Regions from separate parts of the Sus scrofa genome. Here region 2 is linked to region 1. Evidence: chromatin contacts called from public Hi-C data. All regions are on one chromosome and are shown on one strand. The core of a region is the stretch at or near the end of the contact, and the rest is flanking DNA. Distances in the headings are between cores, read along the strand shown. Region 1 overlaps FOXN3 (forkhead box N3). Region 2 has its middle 61 kb from the start of FOXN3.

What was found. A called contact is a pair of places that touch in the nucleus more often than the background predicts.
Region 2: a contact with region 1 is called in a Hi-C map of fetal liver, with 1.4 times the contacts expected there. The contact joins two enhancer-like sites. A contact is called at or near these places in 2 of 47 Hi-C or Micro-C datasets (fetal liver and heart right ventricle).

What each region holds. Positions count from the first base shown.
Region 1 is chr7:111,113,681-111,120,470 of Sscrofa11.1, reverse strand. The region is part of intron 4 of FOXN3 (forkhead box N3); the gene reads left to right. Among named protein-coding and RNA genes, the nearest start is that of FOXN3, 220 kb to the left of the region's middle. Within about 2 kb of position 5,065, at least 10 of the 83 cell types and tissues checked have an H3K27ac peak or open chromatin away from gene starts, as enhancers often do. A contact at or near this core is called in fetal liver, where this site is marked.
Region 2 is chr7:111,398,822-111,405,472 of Sscrofa11.1, reverse strand. It overlaps a transcript of FOXN3 not described here. Among named protein-coding and RNA genes, the nearest start is that of FOXN3, 61 kb to the right of the region's middle. Within about 2 kb of position 4,487, at least 3 of the 83 cell types and tissues checked have an H3K27ac peak or open chromatin away from gene starts, as enhancers often do. A contact at or near this core is called in fetal liver, where this site is marked.

The DNA.
Region 1 (6,790 bases), core at 3,816-6,315:
TATGATGTGATATAATGTAATTGCTTACCGTTATGTGTGCTGCAGAGAATTATAGATCGGGGTAAAAGAGTACAGTGATCAAGATGTTTTCTCTAAAATCCTTTCTGCACTTTGCTAGTTCTTCTCAATATGAAAAGAAAACATTGGCGGGAGGAGTAGTCAGGTGTTGTTCCTTTGGGTTTTTTTGGTTTGGTTTGGTTTTCCCCAAAATCAATACAGGGCTTTTCCTGCATCTTTAAAATATTACAAATAGGTCTTAGGAATCATCTGGCATCTTGCTGTTTCTGTAGCTGGACAACTTAGATCTTATTCATCCCCTGCTAAATCCGTCCTTTGGCAGAGATGTAGATACTATCTAAAATGTTGCTAAATCCTTGTTTTCAGCTCTTGTGGCTTGCTGAATCAAAGGAGCTGAATTGGATCCAAGTTTAATGTCATTTTCTTTGAGAACTAACTCACCTTTCTGGGCTTGAGAAACTGAACAAGGAATATTTGGCTTCATCTGAACCCGGAGCATCTATTTTTGCCCAGGAAATTTTGGATTTCAACAAGAGGCCTGTTCTGAATTAACAGCATTGACGGGGAAGTGAGCATACGTGGACCTCATCTTGTCATGGAAGCCCTGCATAACACTCTTAGTGTGTTCTGTACATGATACACATGGTGTGAAAAGTAGCCAGTTTCTTTCTATTTCCCCACCATGTGTCAACCTGGAGCCTCTTTTTCTTTCCAAGAAAACTGAGTTCTACACTCATGTGACTCATGTCCATCTAAAAGTTTCCTCAGGAGCTCTTCAAAGTCAAGTCCACATTTTCTGATTGCTGAGACTGGTTTTCATTCTTGCAGTAGATGCATGAAATGGCAGTTTTGTTTTTTAATAAACCTCTTGAGATAATTATAGGTTCATAGGCAGCTGTAAAAAATAATACAGAGATCCTGTTTCTCCTACTGCACAACTGTAGTGTAATATATGTATAACCTGACATCTGTATCTGCAAAAAATATCTTGCTGGAGTTTTGATAGGGATTGCATTAAGCCTATAAATCAGTTTGGGGACAAAGGACATCTTTACTGTGTTGAGTCTTGCAATCCATGAATAGCATATGCCTTTCCAGTTATTTAGATCTTCTTGGATTTTTCTCATTAGCATTTTTGCAGTTTTCAACATGCAACTCCTATACATGTTTTGTCATGTGTGCACCCAAGTATTTCATTTTTCTTGAACAATTGTAAATGGTAATTATTTTTAAATTTTTGGTGTCTGCTCATTCATTGCGAGCATGTAGGAATACAGTTGATTTTGTATGCTTTTCTTGTATCCTGAGACCTTGGTGAATGCACCTAAATTCTAGGACATCTTTTTGTACATTCTTTGGGATTTTATATGTAGACAGTCCTACACATAAGGATAGTTTTCTTTCTTCCCTTTTGATCTCTATGCCTATTTCATTTTCTTGCCTTATTGCACTGGCTAGAACCTCCAGCACTATGTTAAATGAGACTGTGAGAGCAGACTTCCTTGTCTTGTTCTCAGTCGTAGGAAGAAAGCATTCAGTCTCTTTCCTCATTAAGTCTAATGTTAGCTGCGGGATTTTTTGGTAGATGCTCCTTGATGTACAAGTTGGGTAAGTCCCTTCTATTCCTAATTTGCTGAGCATTTTTATCAAAATCAGATGTTCTATTTTTCATAGGTTTTTTTTCCTATGTCATTTGTCATGCATCATTAGGATCATGTGGTTTTTCTTTTGTAGTCTATTGATATGGTGGATTAGTTGATTGACTTTTGAATACTGAACCAGTCTTGCATCCCTGCCTGAAATAAACCCCACTTGGTCATGGTGTATAGCTCTATTTAAATATTCCTGAATTAGATTTGTTAATATTGTGTTAATTTGGTCTGTACCTTGCCTTTTTTGTACAGCCCTTAGCCGGTCTGCTTTCTTATCTCCACCATTCAGTCTTGTTACCTTTCTTATATTTAATGTCCAGCGTTTGTAGTTGTATTTAACGGGAAGATGAGGGGAACGTACACCTATTCCATTTCCTCAAAGCAGAAGTCCTCTCAGATGGTCAACTTTTAGGCATACTTTTAAATAGCTATGTTAATTTAGTACAGGAAGAAAAGAAAATCCTGAATTGAGGTCTTGATGAAAAAAAATTCTTCCAGGTTACCAGTTGGACTTGCTTGATTCTAAAAGAAGCTGAACCAAGAGATTGAGGCTAAGCAAAAAGGTGTAACCACATCAGCTCTTCAGTATCGCTTTCTGGACTGACTTCCCAGCAGAAAAAGACCCTTCTATTAGGGTCACCAGAGTGTCACGGCTACCATACAGGTTCTTACCCAGCAGATCGGCACACACTGAGAGAAGCATTTTGATGCACTTCAGTCTGCTGTTGTGCTGATGGCATTCATTTAAATTGTATTTCTTACAAGCTGTTGGTAATAGCAGATGTTTACAGAAAGGTGCTATAGGCACTACTGCTTGCTTTCATTTACCTATCACAGTTATTTGCTAAGTGACTATGTGTCAGAGGGGGCCTGAAACGTAGGCCAAGGGGCTTGTCTTCTCTTGGAGGCAGCTGATGATGACTGGTCAAGGAGATGAGTTCTCAGAGGGCCAGCGAGAGTCTCTTCGGCACCAAAAGAGCTCGCATTCTTTCCTTTCAATGGTTAGTTCATCTTTCAGCCTTTCTGATGATTTCCAAGAAACACGGCACAGGGGAAGAGGTCACAGAGATCCAATGGGGGAATCGATAAGCCACGAGGCTCTAATAGCCCCTGGTTTCAAAGGTCCCTCTCCTGGTGAAGTTTTCAAAACAGCAGGTATTTCTTTCCATTCTCCTCTTATCTTTGCTGGTTTCCTTGGGCAAATATTTGCACGTACCTACTGTGGGTGCAATGATTGAGTAAGAACTAACCCCTGCTCTCAAGGCGTGGCAGGCAGAGCGGGTACAAATGGCCATAGTTCGAGGGTCCCCAGGGAGCAGACACGGGGCCATCAAAGGTCACATGTAGGCGACTTGGCTTTCCGCTGGTGGAATTTGAGCTGGCGCTTCAAGAGTATGAGGATTTCAGCCGTTGGGGGTTGGGGTGGCACGGCTGGCAGTGGGGACTGGGTGGGCTCAGAGGGGGAAGTGTCCGCACATCCAGGGAATGCAGCACAGAGCAGCGCTTTCCTCACCAGTGCTCACCTGGCCAGCCCTCGAAAATAAACATCTTTTCCCCACACAACCACGAGAACCATAATGTCTCCCCACTGACAGTTTTCCTTCCACTTCTCCGAAAGTGGGCTGTGGTCATCCCCCCATTCATTGGTGCCCTTGAGTTTAGACTTCAAAATCTGCCTGCCCGTCTAGCGGTGTGAGTTGAATTGCACCCCCCACAGCATATGTTGAAGTCCTTACCCCGCTTCCATCCTCCCCCTGCCCCAGTTACCTGGGAATGTGACCTTATGGGGAAACAGGGTCTTTACAGATGGAGTCAGTTTGCATCTTGTCATCAAGATGAGGCTGTGAGGATGGGCCCTGATCCACTGTGCCTGGTGTCCTTATTAAAAAAGGGAAATTTAGGCCCAGACGCACCTGGGAAGAACTCCATGATTTGGCTCTCTAGCCCCAGAACTCTAAGACAATCCATTCCTGTTATCTTAAGCTACCCAGTTTGTGGTTCTTGGTTAGGGCAGCCCTAGAAACTAACACGCCTGGTTTATACCCAACACTGCTCTGGGGGAATTGGACTACGATTCTACCCAGACGGCCTCAGGTTGTCGGGAAAGTTCACGTGTGCCTGTTGAGGTCACATCAGTGGCTAATAGATGCTCTTTGCTGGGGGTATCTGATCACCAGAGGGGGTCCTCGGTTTTCTGGCTGACAGGCTGAGGTCGCTGGGATCCTCCTGGAGGACAGTGAGGTGGTGCCAGAGGGTGAAGTAAGCAGGCAGAGCCAATGGTGATGTGGTTCCCATTAAACACTTGGGGTAGACAGGAAACCAAGGGTTTGAGGGCAAAAGACTTGGGTGGACATTTATTCCAGCTCTTCCTCCTGCCAGATGATCAGCTGCCCTGGGAAGTGTCCTGTGACCCATCCAAGGCCACTCTGCTACTAAGAGTCAGGACTTGAATTCGGACTTCAAATCTCACACCCCCACACCTAAGATTTCTGAAGGAACTCTAGAATCTGTGGTTTTGACTTTGGAACGTTTGGGGTGGGCCAAGAATTTTAACTTGATATGACTGACTCTTCTTTATTTACTGGGGCAGGGGAAAGGGATTTTTTTTTTTTTAAAGAATTGAAAAAGGGGAACCCGTTGACCTTCAGCAAAGGGATTTGAAAGACTAAGTTTATGCAACTTTAAAATAGAAGTCCCAAGGGTATTTAGTTTTACTCTGTTATTGGAAAAAAAAAAAAAATCCACCCAGCCTCAAATGGATGGAAAGTTCCAGTTCATGTGTTGCAGGGGGTAGAATTTATAAAACCGGCAGCTATTATATGACTTCAGACACCACCAAGTTGCACTTTTAGCCTTGTCCGCAGTTTCCTGTCCTTTTGAAGGTCGAAATAGAGCCACTAATGTTGTTTCGGTGAATTTCATCTTTTCAAGACTTGGTTTAAATCACGAGTGCAGAACGCCGGGTAGATTCATGACAGCAGCATCTTGGTAGCTTTGAATCAACCTCTCTCCTAAAGGTTCCAAGCAATGTCACCTACAGGGTACGTTGCGTGCGTGTCCTTTGTGCTGAGCGGCCTGGAACGTCATCTCTCTCAGGAAGACGTAAAGGAGGAAGAGAGAGCAATCGGTTTGCTTGGCAGCACACTTTGAAAGGAAGAGGGGTTTATTATTGTTATTTTGGTTGTTACTTTTATTGTTTCTTGGGCTCCGCCAACAAAGAAGTGCTGTGTGGCTCTCGAAAGTCTCTCCGCGCAAATGCTCCTGTCACAGATGATCAGCGTCCTGCCATTTCGAAATCCAGAAGTGGCCTTAGCAGCCCTTACGAAGTGATCATTGCCGTGCCTGGCGCTGGAGACCAGCCTCACGGAGGAATGGATGCACTCGTCTCACGTCCCCCTGTATGTCTTGCACGTGCTGGTGCGCTGTCACTTTAACAAACCGTCACCCTGAAATGGGGTTGCTTCATCCAGTGCCGTGGAAAAAACAAGGTTAGAGGAGCAGAGATTTTTGTTGGTGGTGAGTAAATGGGATTAGTTAAACCAATATTGAAAGATGGTTTGCACAACTCTCGACGGCTCATGTTACTTCCAAAAAGATGTGTTCTTTCAGCCCTCGTTGGCACAGACACAGTTAACGTTGCATCAGGACCTTTGTTATATAATCCTTCCCGGTTATATAATTAAGGGCCCTGTTTTTTCTTGCCCTGGTTCGCATCGATTAAAACAGCAAAAGAAGATCGCAACAGCTCAGTTTCCTGTAAGAGCCGAGGCGGTAATTTTATTGATGAGAGCACATGGGATCTATTGGTTGTCGGTAATACCGTGTGCAGCATGAGCTATGTGAATATGAACCGCTTGTGTATGAAGAATTTAAAATGGGATTCAGACACATGCAGCTCCCTACAGATGAGCAATTTGAAAGAAGAGACTTTCAGATTCTGGCTTCTTTTGAACCTTCGGGCCTCAGCCCATATCTCTAGCTGGTCAGAAGCAGGAAGCAATCTTAGCTGTGGAAAAGACCTGGATATGGAAAAGTACAATACGGTAGGGACTTTCATGGCTGCCATGAGGTGGCCCCTGTGACTTTTCCCAGACCTCGCCCAGGTACAATTAGGAAAGATTATAACCTGAGGGCAGGTAGGATTCTTGAGACGTCAGTCCACACTTTCCTGAAACACTGGGCTTACCTGTCTCCAGAGTAACTGCTACCACCTGCTTTTATCTTGACCCCCCCCACACACCAGTTATTTCTAATATGAGCTCAGTCGCCATGATTGGTGGCCCCCAGGCCAACTGATTTGAGCAGACCTGGGAACCAGTTACCCTGCGGTTGCTCTGCTCCCACCCACCAGTCTTGGAAGAAGGCAGAACAGACATTTCTCTCCTGTGTCCCAGCTCGGATGCACTATTAGGGAGACAACACGGACCCAGAAAACAGGACCTTGTGGGCAGCCATGCTCTTGCTTGACCTCTCTTTGACTGCAGATGCGAGGCTTCTGTGTCTGCCCCTTCCAGAGCCCGGGACCCCACGTGTCTGCTGGAACCTTCTAACAGCTGTTGTCCCCAGAGTGGAGCTCACGTCTTGCTCTTAAAAAACTCCAGTCAGTGGAACCACAGGGGCACGCACACCTTTCACCCTGCCGGCCACATTGGATCAGATCCCCACTTTGTCCCTTCCCGACCCACTGGGACCTGGACCCAGTGCACTCTTTTTGGGGAGTCCTGCCCGTGGCATGCAGAAGTTCCTGAGCCAGGAATCAAACCTGCGCCCCTGCAGTGACCTGAGCCACAGCAGTGACAACACCAGGTCATTAACCTACTGGGCCACCAGGGAACGCCTCCCACTCTTTTGTATTCTCAGCCACCCTCCAGCTCAGACTCCTTCGCTACTGCCACCAGCTCCCCCCACCCACCCCCCGAGGCCTGGACTGCTCTCCACTCCCAGAATTCATTGTGGCCAGAAGCCACGCTCACATCCTTCTGCAAAAGAGTAATATTTTGCTTCAGATACTTCCTACGAAGCAAGTACTAACACCGAATGGGGCTGTGGGTGATTTCAGTTTTCTTCTTTATACCCTTCATTCTTTAAGTCAGATTTTCTAGGGTGAACATGTACTGTTT
Region 2 (6,651 bases), core at 3,238-5,737, 290 kb before region 1:
TGGGGGCGCGGGGGGGGGCGCAGAACATTTTTGGTCTGGCTTTCTGTTTCAAATCTGGTGGAGGGTAACATCCCTGCATCAGTTGAGGCTGTTCCTCCTGCACCCTGGAGGTTACACGCAGGGCTGATTTCAGCCAGAAGGCACCTGTCATTTACTGCCGGTGTCTTTTCCAATTGGTCTAGGCACGGGCATGGCGGTTGTTACCTGTTTTATTTTATTTTATTTTTTTCTTTTTCGTCTGCCCTGAGGCATATGAAGTTCCTGGGCCTGGGAATCAGATTTGAGGCACAGTTGTGACCTAAACTGTGGTGACAGTGGATCCTTAACCCACAGGGTCAGGCTGGGGAGCGAACCTGTGCCCCAGTGCTCCCAAGACACTGCCGATCCTCTTGTGCCACAGCAGGAATTCCATTCCATGTTTTAAATAATCTGGACATTTCTGAACTGAGGCTGTATCTGGAGACCATAGGGCAAAGTTATGAAGGGGAGACCTGGTTTCCAATGTCAGCATGTCTAGCGAATGGCTGTGTGACCTTGAGAAAGTCAGTTCTGGCATTCAGAGCCGAATCGGTGTGTATGAAGTGCTTTATCTCAATCGTCCACTTGCAGGATGCCTTCAGTAAGCCGTGTAGCTGGTTTTATTTTTCTCTTGACTATCCTCAGGGGTAACAAAAGGTAAATCACTTGAGAGCAAGTAATATTTGCAGGGTCCTATCATTTGGGGTCCATGATGGTAGGTCATTATAAAGTCATGCGACTCAAACTTGTAAACCAGGGTCACTTCTCAAATCGTGTGACAAGATTCCTAGTGTCCATAAAGCCGTGGCAGTCCCGGGCTAGAGTTTTGCTGCCACACGCTTCTGCTCCAAGACTGAATGGTGTTGGTAACCGGGGGCAGGGCACGGTCCCCGTCTGGAGGCTGTGTGAGAAGTGGTCCTTGTTTTTTCTCCTTATCCCTTCCCTGGTGACTCAAGGGCTGCATGTGGCCACAACTTGGCCCCACCCCTTGTCAGTGTTCCTCACTGGCTTTTGCAAGGGAGACTAGTGTGGCAGCCCCTCACTGTTTTTGGAGAGCCCCTGCTCCCCAAAAGATATATTTGAGCCAATAAAACCACCTCTGTCCCCTCAGCTGCTGGTGCCAGGTCCCAAAGCTAAAGAGAATAATAGCTTTCCCCATTCCTGACACCCTCTACTCAGTGTAGAGGGGAACTTACAAATCTCAGATGAGATTTGTGTGCATAAGTTCTGATACATCGTATAAATAAATGAGTCCTCGGACTGTATTTGCCCTTCTTTTTTTCTTTTTTGGCTACCCCGCGGCATATGGAGTTCCCAGGCTAGGGATCAGATCTGAGCCAGAGCTGCTACCTACATCGAAGCTGCGGCAGCACCAGATTTTTTAAACCCACTGTGCCAGGCTGGGGATCAAGCCTGTGTCCTGGCGCTGCAGCGTTGCCACCAATCCCGTTGTGCCACAGATGGAACTCTGTGTAATTGCACTTTTCTTATTACCTTTTGGTAGCACTGTGCCTTCCTCCAGCGCTGAGAATGTGAGTGAGCGAGACTCTTTAGTGATAAATAGGAAGAAGTATCACGTTAAGGGAGATCTAAACTTATTCATATGTGAGTAGGTTGCAGGGGATGCATTGGAGCATCTCAGCCAGGTAGTAAAAATCAAGTTGCCCCCACCTTGCCCCCTTGTTTCCCCCACTCTCCAGCCGGCTTCCCAGGGCCTGCTGGAGCCACGGTGATGGTCCCTGCCGGCCTGCTTCCTCCCTTGCCCCTGATGTGGCTGGCTGCACTGGACCCCTGGGCTCCAGACCCACGCTTCTCACTCACTGCACAGCTAAAGCTGCTCAGCTTCCCTGAGGGAGGGGCTTGCCCAAGTCCTAGGTTAGATCTTGACCTGAGACTGTGTTTAAGGATCTCCATTCCAGAATCCTTGTTGCCTTGTCCAACCTTGACCTTGAGTCTTAGTTCTTTTTATTGGTTCCCCAAGCTGGTCCCTACTCTGTTGCTGAGCCCAGATCTCCTGTCTTGTTTACCTGGCTGAGCACCCCAGGTGCTAAGAGGCCAGTGCTCAGCCCTGTCCTTTCCACACAGCAGAGCCTGCCTCTCAATACCAGCCCAGCAGAGGGGACTCTGCTCACCTCCACCCACCGGCTGCCTATCAACTTTGAGGCTGGCACTGTTCCTTTCCTGGTTCATGCACCAAGTCAGGGCCCCCTGTCCTCTGACTTCATACTGCCTCTCTCCTGTACTAACTCACTTGTTCTTTGCCCCCTACCCTTTGTATACTGTGGAGATCCTTCCTTGCAGGTTTTAATCATATGCCCCTGGCTAAGATAGATAGATGGATGTTGTCTGGAGAAGTCGAAGCAAGTCTTTAATATCCATCTTTGTTGTTCCATCAGTAAATACATACACATTGCAAATTTTTATGTCTGCAAGTTTCCTCTTTTTAGGGCCACACCTGCAGCATATGGAAGTTCCGAGGCTAGGGGTCGAATTGGAGCTGCAGCGACTGGCCTATACACAGCCACAGCAATGCCAGATCCGAACTGCATCTGCAGGCTGTGCCATAGCTTCTGGTAATGCCAGATCCTTAACCCACTGAGCGAGGCCAGGGACTAAAGTCGCCTCCTCATGGATACCAGTCAGGTTCTTAACCCATTGAGCCGTAATGGGAACTCCTAAGAGGCATTTGAACATAGTAAGCAGACACGAGCAGATCATTAGACTGGAAGATAAGCTACGCAAATGCTAGTCCTGTTTACAAACTTCTGTGAGCTGTTTGGTCAAACCTACTAAGAATCAAAACCTCGGTGTCCTTGGCGGTAAAATGGGAATCATATTTTTATGCCTGTTCCCCAGCTCATTGCAGTTATTGCATTAGATCGTATATGGATGGGCTTAAACAACTACAAAGAACTATACAAAAGACCAGTTTGGATAGCATTTGCTAGAGAGACTGCCTTTTAAGAAAGAGAAAGTGGTAGGAAAATCACCTAAAATGTGAACAGGTCATTAACAGAAAAGGAACTAAATGGCTCTTAAATATATGAGAATGTTACTTACCCTCTCTGCTAATAAGAGAAGGAGAAACTAACACTTTAAGAGATCGTGTTTACCTGTCAGCCTGGTGATGTTCAAATGTTAATACTGCTGTGTATTTGCCAAGGTGGGGAGAGGCAGAGGCTGACATTGCTGAGGGGTGTATAATTTGATACCGTCTCTGGGAAAGACATCTTGGTAATATTAATTGAAAAAGAAAATGCATATATTTGGGGCAAGCTCTTCCATTTCTTGAAGTTTATCCTGCAGATGTGCTTGCACTTGTACCAAATAAGACATCTCTGTATTTACTGATGGGGAATGACCTTGAAGATATGTTAAGGGAAAAAAATGCAAAGTACAGAACAGTTTACAAAAAAACATTTCTTTTGTGTTTTCACAAAGGAAAGAAATGCTAATGTTTGCATAGATTAGATCTGAAAGGATACACCAGATTTAGATCATTGTTTTAGGGGGTTTTCCTTATTTCGTTTGTTTTTTTTCCTCCCAAGCCCTATTTTTGGGGGTAGTATTTGGGTAGTAGTTGATGTTTTTTGTTTGCGTGTTTACTGCCCAAGAGTGGAAGGAATTAGGTGGCTGGTGACAGGTGATAAGATTATTTGCTTTTATCCTTTTGAACCTTTTGAATTTTGTCCATATGCAGCTGTTACCATTAAAGAAAAAATTGAGACAAACGTAAACAAAAAATCAAAGTGAACAGCAACCAAACATATGGACAGAGCCTCAAATCTCATACTTTCTTCTTGCTAAAATAAAGTAAAATGGATTGAAAGAAAGTCACTTAAGAGGAATTACTCAAGTTTTATTTTTTCGTTCTGCCTTTTATCATGCTTGAGTTTCGTATGGCTCTTGGTTTGTTACAGTAAAGGCTAGGGTACTTTCCTTTTCCCGTTTGGAAAACTGATTGACGCTGGCTCCTTACAACTGCAAAAAGAGATTTTAGCTCCACGATTCTAATGAACCAAACGGTCATGTCTGTGCTTCCCCCTTGATCTGCCAGTCTTTATTTCTGAGATCTGAGCAACCCTTGAAAAGTTGGGAGCATCAAACCTCACCTAGATAACTCATTTTCCCTGACTTCCCGATGAATGATGGAGGTGCCTGGAAAGGACCCTGGGGACCTGCCACCCGGGGACTTCATCTCTGGGGTAATTAGGTAGCTCTTCAGGGGCCGTGGATCCTAACTGGGTATTGAGCATTTTGCTCAGTGACTCAAGTTCCACCTTCTTGCTTTATTAGAAATGACAAGTTGTGTATTTGGCGATGGTACCTCCTGAATTTCGCTTTCTTTATTTCACTCATTTTTCCACCTGTGTATTGTTTAAGCAAGAGGCTCCTTTAACTGGGCTTATCTTTTAACTCGATTAATCCGCAAGCACTACTTTACAGAGTTCTTCCTGACCAAACTGTCCCCTTTGTGTAAATATGGGAGCCGTGTGGCCTCTTTGCTCTGAAGGGGACATGGAGCCTCATGGACCAGGCAGGATCTCTTGAAGATTTTCAGATGAAGAGGCTCTCGTGTCGCGTTCTCATTGGGAACACGCGGCAAATGGGGTGTTCGAATCAGCCCCTTCACGACGACTTACCACCCCTTCCATTAGGAGACTTCAGCACAGCCCCCCTGGAGACCCGTGCAGGCCCCAGTAAAGACCTTGTTTGTATTGTGTATGTGACCCCTTTGGAGTCAAAGACTATCTTCAGCTAAAGGTCGTGTTTACATTTCCATTGTGAGCTAAAGTCTCTTGCTCGTTGGAATGGGGTTCAGCTCGTTTATACATTATTCATATCTGTGAGTCCGAGATGATGTGGGTGGTTGTGACCCCGTGTGTGAACGGCATGCTTGTGTTTGCTGGTGGGGACTTGAGGTTAGCTAATATCTTCACAGAACCTTTCCAGCAATCCCTACCGCCTCACTTAAGCAAACAAATAGTTATATCCTTTGCAAAACAACGGAGCACACAATTCTGAGTGATTTTTCAGATGCTCTTCACAATGATTGGCCCAAGGCCTATCCTAACATCATGTACGACGGGAGCAGCTCTGAGTTCTTTGAAGAAGAAAGATACATCTCAAGGCAACAGATTTCCTTCTGTTTTCCTTCAAGTCTTTGGCTCCAGTTCAGTAATTAGTTTGATGTAGCTTCTCAAACCATGAACACGATGGCATGTAGCATTGCTACCTTTTCTTAGGTGACTATTTTGAGGTTCCCAGAATCTCTGGAGTCCCAGCTTTTTGGGATCTTGCAAAAGGACGTCTGCCATGGCATGAGATGAAAGCCAAAGAGCTCCGGCAAGAGAAGGTTCGATGTCCAAGAGCATTGGATGAGGCCCCGGTGACTGTACCCTAAGATAGTAGATATCTGGCAGAATGGAAAGAGAAAATGTTGGGGTTGGAGGAATGGGGCCTTTGTTCTACAAGCATGCGTTGAGTACTTGCTATGTACTCAACACTGTGGTGGCTGGGTGCACAATGTGCCAGGATGGAGTGGTCAACCAGATAGGTGGAACCCACCACAAGGAATAAACGCTAATTTGGATGCTCTAGAGAGTTGTATCGAGGCAGCAGTGGGCACGAAGCTCCCCCTCACCCTGCTGTGGGAGATGTTATCACACCTTGGATTCCTACTGGAGAAGCAGCACTGCAGGGAGCTGGGGGTGCCCTTTTTTCGCGGTGGGTGGGTGGGGTGAGACTGGTTCAGAGATGTGAAGAGGTTGGTAGGAAGGACAAGCATGGGTTGGGCAGGTTGGACCAAGGATGGGTTAGAGGGAGGGGGGAGCCTCAGAACCACCTCTGCTTCTGTGACTTTGATGTGAGTTTTACAAAACTGATCTGAATGGTACAGAAGACTAAAAAGAAAGATTAACCCCAGAAAGGTACTTTTCTAGCTCTGGATTCCCTTCACACTGTGGGGTGGCCCCCTGTAAAGGGTATATTCCCCGACCTCACCATCCGATCCCTTGCTTTTTGAAAAACCTGGCTCTTTTACCTTGTGCCGCAGTGAAAATATTTCTCCAACTCTTGGTAAGTAAATGGAGTCTTAAAGCTTAAACTTCTGCCCCGGGCCAGGAACCGAAGGATGTCATTGTGCATAACTTCAAAGGCTGATGCGATGTTTAAGGTCGCTGGTCTCCGAAAGGGTTTCTTTCTTTCAAGGCCGGCCAGCAACATTCTCGTGCATGGCCCACCCCACCGCTGTTCCAAGGAGAAGCACAAGAACATTTCCTCAGTGGATTGAGGCTCTGGTTTGCGTGCTTTGCCCGCAGAATATCTCCTCTCTCTCTGCCCTACAGTGGTTGCATTGTGCTTTGGATGACGGATGTCCAGGGAACATGATATTTAAAGCACTACCTTTTCCATCTGGAGGAGTCAAAAAAAACAAAAACAAAAACAAAAACAAACAAAACAAACAAACAAAAAAAACTCAGTTGTTTCTGTTGCATCATTTCCATGTTTTTGTGAAGCAATCACCCAAGGACCTGGGGGTTCTTGATACGTTGGGGATTATGCCTGGCATGGTGTAAACTGGTGAAAAATAAGTGAGCTGCTTTCTCACCATCTCTGATCATCCAGCACTTG